Regions from separate parts of the Oryctolagus cuniculus genome. Here region 1 is linked to region 2. A link is a contact called in public Hi-C data. All regions are on one chromosome and are shown on one strand. Each heading gives the region's core, a stretch centred on a gene start, on an enhancer-like site or on the middle of the called end of the contact. The rest is flanking DNA. Distances are from core to core; before and after follow the strand shown. Region 1 holds the start of SETBP1 (SET binding protein 1). Region 2 overlaps SETBP1 (SET binding protein 1).

Evidence for each region. Hi-C and Micro-C count contacts between places; a contact is called where the count stands out from the background.
Region 1: a Hi-C map of an unstated tissue shows a contact between it and region 2, with 4 times the contacts expected there. The contact joins the promoter of SETBP1 here to the enhancer-like site in region 2. A contact is called at or near these places in 3 of 6 Hi-C or Micro-C datasets (ear pinna, psoas muscle and an unstated tissue).

The regions. Positions count from the first base shown.
Region 1 is chr10:32,724,689-32,727,578 of mOryCun1.1, reverse strand. It overlaps SETBP1 (SET binding protein 1), which reads left to right and starts at 1,290. Exons shown (of 6, transcript XM_008261251.4): 1 at 1,290-1,433. LOC108177140 reads right to left here and starts at 1,146. Exons shown (of 2, transcript XM_070050269.1): 1 at 136-1,146. The coding sequence starts at 1,146. The coding sequence ends at 247.
Region 2 is chr10:32,651,696-32,654,622 of mOryCun1.1, reverse strand. All of the region lies in intron 2 of SETBP1 (SET binding protein 1), which reads left to right. Among named protein-coding and RNA genes, the nearest start is that of SETBP1, 73 kb to the left of the region's middle. Within about 2 kb of position 1,377, at least 1 of the 8 cell types and tissues checked has an H3K27ac peak or open chromatin away from gene starts, as enhancers often do.

The sequences.
Region 1 (2,890 bases), core at 41-2,540, 73 kb before region 2:
CGAGGACCCGATGCCTACAAGTAGCTTACTAAAACACAATACACAAATAAAGTAAAACCAACCCTGGAAAGGAAGCCTCATGACCCGCTTAAAAGAAAGAAAGCAACCACGCTGCGCCCAGTTGAGAGAGCCTACCACGTCGGCGCCTGGACGCGCGGCTCCCGCGACACTGCCCCTGTTGTGTCAGACAGTGGCGGTGTTGAGCCCGGCAGCCCGCGCCCAGCCGGAGGCGCTCCCCACGGCCGCTCAGTCTCCGCCGCTGACTCCGACGCGCAGAAGCCACTGGGCCGCGAGGGCGCTGGGGAGCGCTAGGGGCGCGGGGTGCGGCGAGGGGCTCCCGATCGGCCGCCACCAACTGTTTCCCTCCTCCTTCACGGCTAGACCCCGCTCCCTCCAATTGACCGAGATTCCCCGGGGGTGGGGAGGTGAGGGGAGCGGCCGCTCTTCGCTCTCCACCGGCTCCCGCCCGAGAAGCGGCCCCGGGCCCGCGGGGCCAGCCGCGTGGGCGCCGGCGCCCCCTCCGAGGCGGCCGGCGGGGTGGCGGTCCCCGCTCGCCTCTGCCGCGCGGCCGCTCCGATCCTCCCCCCCTTCCCCGCCCGCGCCCTCCCCCTTCCTTTCACCAAGACTCTGGGACTCGGGAGAGGGCGCGGGAGGCAGGCACACGGGCCCGACCCCACTCCAGCTCTCGCCGGGGACGCGGGCGGGCGGGCGGCAAGGGGGCGCGGGGCGGGCGCGGCCATGGAGCGGCGGCGGCGGCGGCGGCGGCAGCACTAGCGACCGCGGGCGGACGGGCGGAGAGCGGGCAGGGCCGCCGGGCGCCGCGGACCGAACTGCACAGCTCAGCAAAAGCGCCCTCGCCCTCCGCGCGCCGCCTCCTGCGAGCCCAAACCCAGCAACATTTTTAAAGCTCCAATCCATCCTTTGAAGACAAGGGGGGGGGGGGGGAGGTGGTGGAAATAGCGTTGATCGGAGAGACGGGGATATATTTATATATTTATATATATATATACAATTTTTTTTGGCTCCTGCTAAAATTAGCCGGGCCCGCCGCGCGCCCGTGTGCGAGTGTGAGCGAGTGTGTGCGTACGGGCGTGTGTGTGTGTGAATGTGATTACTCCAGGACTCCTCGGGCTCCGGAGACGCCATTTTCCCCCTTGATATCTCTCTCCATAAATCGGTGGCGCGGCGGAGGCGGCCGCGCCGGGCGGGAAGCGCGGGGCCGGCCGGGGCGCCCGCCGCTCGCCGCCGCCTCCGCGCGCCCGGGGGCCCCGCAGCCCCCCGAGCGAGGGCGGCCCGCCCCGCGGCTCGCCGTTTGACAGATGCTCATCGCCATGGAGTTGCCGCAGCAGCACCTTTGGGGGCTCCGGCGAGCGACCGGAGCCGGGATCTGAGCGAGCGCCAGGGCCAGCGGAGCCGGAGCCGCCGGGACATGGGTGAGCACGCGCGGCGACCTTGCCCCGGGAGCCCCGGCGCGCAGCCTCCCGCCGCGCCGCGGGCCCCCGCACGCCCGGGCCCGGGGTGGTGTGTGTGAGTGTGTGAATGTGTGTGAGTGTGTGTGTGTGTGTGTGTGCGCGCGCCCTGCATGCAAAAGTTCACGTTGCCTCGCCTGGTCTCGCCGGGGCTTTGACTTTGCACCGAGCAGGAAGGGGCAGCCGGGGCCGAGGGGGCGGGATGCCGGTCCCGGCGAGTCTGCCGGGGAGGGGCGCGATTCCGGCCGGCCCGCGGGTGGGCAGCGATGCTGGCTCCATCCGAGTGGCCCGTTGGTGGCGGCGATGGTGGAAGAGTCGGGCTAGGAGCTCATTGAGTTTCGCCTAATCTGATCCCCCACCCCCACCCCGCCTTTGCACCCTCCCTCGGTCCTGCAGCCGGCTGCTTGGGCTGGCGTTGGTAGAGCGGACCCGGGAGGGGGAGGGGGTAGGAACATAGGAAAAGGGGTGGGAAGGCGGCAGGATTTTTTTTTTTTTTTTTTTTTTTTTTTTTTTGCTCTCTTTGTAACTTGCAGGTTAAGTGGAGCTAGAGAGCTACATTGTAGCCTAGTTGGATTTTTTTTGGGGGGGGGGTGGCATGTATCAGAATCTAACGTGTCGTTAATAGAAAGAAGATCAGGCGAGAAGTGGTCCAGCCGGCGAAGGTTGGTTTGTGCTTGTGTCGTGGCTGTGTGTTAGTCTTTTTTCTCGGAAACCTTAATCAATGGATTTGAGTCTGTTGTGCTCTCTGGTTTGGGGACTCTGAAAAGACAGGAATTCCCTTAAAAGCAGACGAATGCCCTTTTGAAAGCACGCATTGTGTGCCCTGGGCTTGGGAATTAAACGGCAGGCTTCCCCCTTCGGTGGTTTCCAGGGGGAAATCGCTCCGGAAAGGGAGCCCTTCAGTATCGATTTATTGTTTTTGTCTTTCAAACCATTATCTCTTCGACCAAAATACTGTCTGAGAAGTTCCACCGAGACAAAGTCAGGGAAACTGGACCGCGCAGATCTTCAGCAAGATGGTGATGACGGTGATGCTGGTTTGGGTGTCTGTTTGTGATGGAAGCATTGTTGGGTAATTGCAAATTCTGATCGGTAGAGCATGCTGGTTCTAAAAAAATAAGTTACTGCTGAAATGCCGTCTGCCAGCCCCCTCCCCTGCACACTACCAGTTCCCATCCTCCCCCCACCCACACCGCTTACTACGATTCTGAAATCGGATCCAACTGGAAATATTTTCATTGGAGATCGGAAAGTTGTGCCGTTGCAAGTAGGAGATGAGGCTGGAGGAACTGAGAGTGCGGCAAGGGAGCTCTTACTGCCTCCGGATGCTGCATTTTGTTCTTTATGTGTGTCCGTGCGTGCGGGATTCTGAGTGTCTATCAGTCTGAAAGGACTGTTGAGGGAAGGATTTCCGATTCGTT
Region 2 (2,927 bases), core at 128-2,627:
CTCTGAGCCAGGGAAGGGGGTGGGTGCAAAGACCACTAAGGCAGAGGATGATGTCAGGATACCACAAAGCCAAAATACTGAGAATACTCATGGGCTCTAGCTGATCAGATAAATTAGTTTTCAGATCCTTCCCTTTATTTCCTGACACTTTTCTTGGGTTAAATAAGCACAGTATGTGAAAATAGATCTCAGGACCGAGATTGTGAGAGTCCACAGTCACAGGGCAGAGGCTGGCATTGTGGTGCAGCAGGTTAAGCCATCACTTTGGACCTGCAACCCATATCAGAGTGCCTGGGGTTGAGCCCCATCTCTGCTTGCAGTTATCTGCTAATGCACCTGGGAAGCAGTGGATGATGGCTCAAGTGCTTGAGTTTTTGCCAGTCATATGGGAGACCTGGATGGAGTTTCTGGCTCCTGGCTTTTTTAGGCATTGAGAGATTGAATCAATGGATGGAAGGTTCTCTTTCTCTCTCTCTCTCTCTCTCTCTCTCTCTCTCTCTCTGTGTGTGTGTGTGTGTGTCTTCCTCTCTGTTTCACTCTGTCTTTAAAAAAATATATAATACAATCAAAATAAATTTAAGACTCTAGTGCTTTTAAAATAAATCTTAAATAAATTGCTTATCCCTGACATTGTAGCCTTTCTGATCACCTCTCTCCTGTCTTGCGTGATTGTTACAATGGTCATGCGTGAAACTGTGGACCTGGATCCCCATTTGTGTGTTCCACATAAGAAAATACAGTCTTATATTAAGATGTTTCTTTCTTTGCCCATAGAATAACAGGCATCCTCTTGGTTCCTGGGAAGTGTGTAGAGACAGCCACAGATGCTAGACTTGTGTGAAGCTGGCTCATGGTCTCAATTCAAATACCCTCCATAATGGATTTCTCGAAGTTACAACTTTCCCCATCAGAAAATCTAAACCTAGGTCTTCCCAAATTAGAGAACAACACCTTTCTTCCATTAGTTCCTAATTGGTGAGTTAGATCCTTTTGTGATATGGAAAGGGGGCACATTTATTTCAGTTGTCACAATGAGCTCATTGTTGGGGTAAGCCACAGCAGTGCTGTTCACAGGGCATGAAAGGGTGGCAGCCTCTCCCCTGGACCACAGGGAGTAGTGACCACTGGCCTGTTCTATTTCAGGAGGGGCGCTAACAATGCCCAGGCCATGAGGCTTCACTGCAAGGACACATTTGACATGTAAAGCATAATCCCTCAAGGAGACCTTAAATTATCGAAACCAAGAGAACCTTCCGGGTCTAACTGGCTTTTCTTAGTGAGGTGTTTTGTTTTCCTTTGCTTCATTTCTCCTCTTTGGGCCTTTGAGCTGACTCTTGTCAGTTTCATGCCTATTTTAAGTGAGTTTCACCTTTCAGTTCCTTCCCTCCTTCTCAGTCTTGTGGCGTTTCAGTTCCCCATGCAATGTTCCTGTGGGGTGAAGGGGGAAGGGGAGGCTTTGTCATGAGGTCTAAAATAAGACTTCTGTGAAATGTCACAAAAGTGTTGGACAAGAAGACAGCTCGACTGAGGAACAAATCTAGCCCCTGGTAGGATGCAGTCTAGATGTCACTAGAAATCTTTGAGCCTCATATTTCTCATTTATATGTCATGGCAATGAACTATATAATGATTTTGAACTCTGGTACATGTTAGAAGTGCTAGGAAATTTTTAAAACAACAAAACACCAAAACATCAATGTCAGGCCCCTATTCCATGCCAATGGAAATAGAGGATGGCCTCTAGGCAGTTATTCTTTTATGTTTCCCAGGTGGTTTGTGGCCAGGGTGGGTTCTGCTGTTCAAGATACTTGCTGAGGACCTGGACTCCTTCTTAAGTGAACACTGTCAGGATTTCTGTGGGCAGAGGCCTCTGTTACATAGCAGCATCAACAATCCTAACGTCATATGTCTCCTGGACTGGTGATTACATTTCTTGTCACCCCCAACCGCCCTTGATTAGTAAGCACTCTTTCTGAAACAATTCTTATTTTAAGGGTGAGAATCTAGGATCTTGATATCTTAGAATACTCACCCCTTCCTTATTGAGATCATGGAAGTGAAGAGAGGAAGCTGATCTACCTGGATGCACTGCAGACTTGAAATGGAACTGAACTTGAGGATACTCAGCCTAACAATATCACCCAGTGCCTTTCCATAAGTCCACATCTTCTTTGGTTACCTAAGATTTCAATGCAGCAATGGCCAGCAAAAGCCATGTTCAAAATCTCAGTCAACTGACCTAATTTCTAATATCTAAGAAGGGAGCAAGGCTTTGATTGAAGTCCAGTGTATTTCATTAAGTTCAAATGCTCATTCAGAACCACTTTGACACACCTCCTCTTTCCTTTTCATTCTCCCTCCTTCCCAGCTCCTGCCAACTCAAACTTGATAGAAGTGCAAAATCTAATTCAAATTGCAGGCCACGTTTGGGATGACAATATTTTTCAGTTATTCCACAATCCACAATTGTTGCACCTGGATTATTTTTTATAGGTGGATCTGGAAACATACAGAGATGAATAAAAAATTTTCCCTACAAAATATTTAACTAACATGCATGCTGATTTCCATTATGCCCTCTTCAATTGGAGAAATAAAGGATATACATTAAGAAGCAAGCTGTCTCAAATAAGATTTCAGTATGTTTATGATAGCAAAAACATCTCCATCCATTGCAAATGGCTGATGAATTTGATATTCAGATGTTCCTTGATTTATGATGGGGGTTATCTCCTGACAAGCCCATCATAAACTGAAAACACAGTAGGTCGAAAATACATTGAATTATACCTAAACTGCTGTCCATCCTAATTCAGCAGTGTGGCAGAATGTCGTTTATAAATATCACCAGCCTGAGAAAAAAACCAGCATTCACAGTATGTTTTCTACTGGATGCATATAGCTTTCACACAGTTTTTCTGAAATTC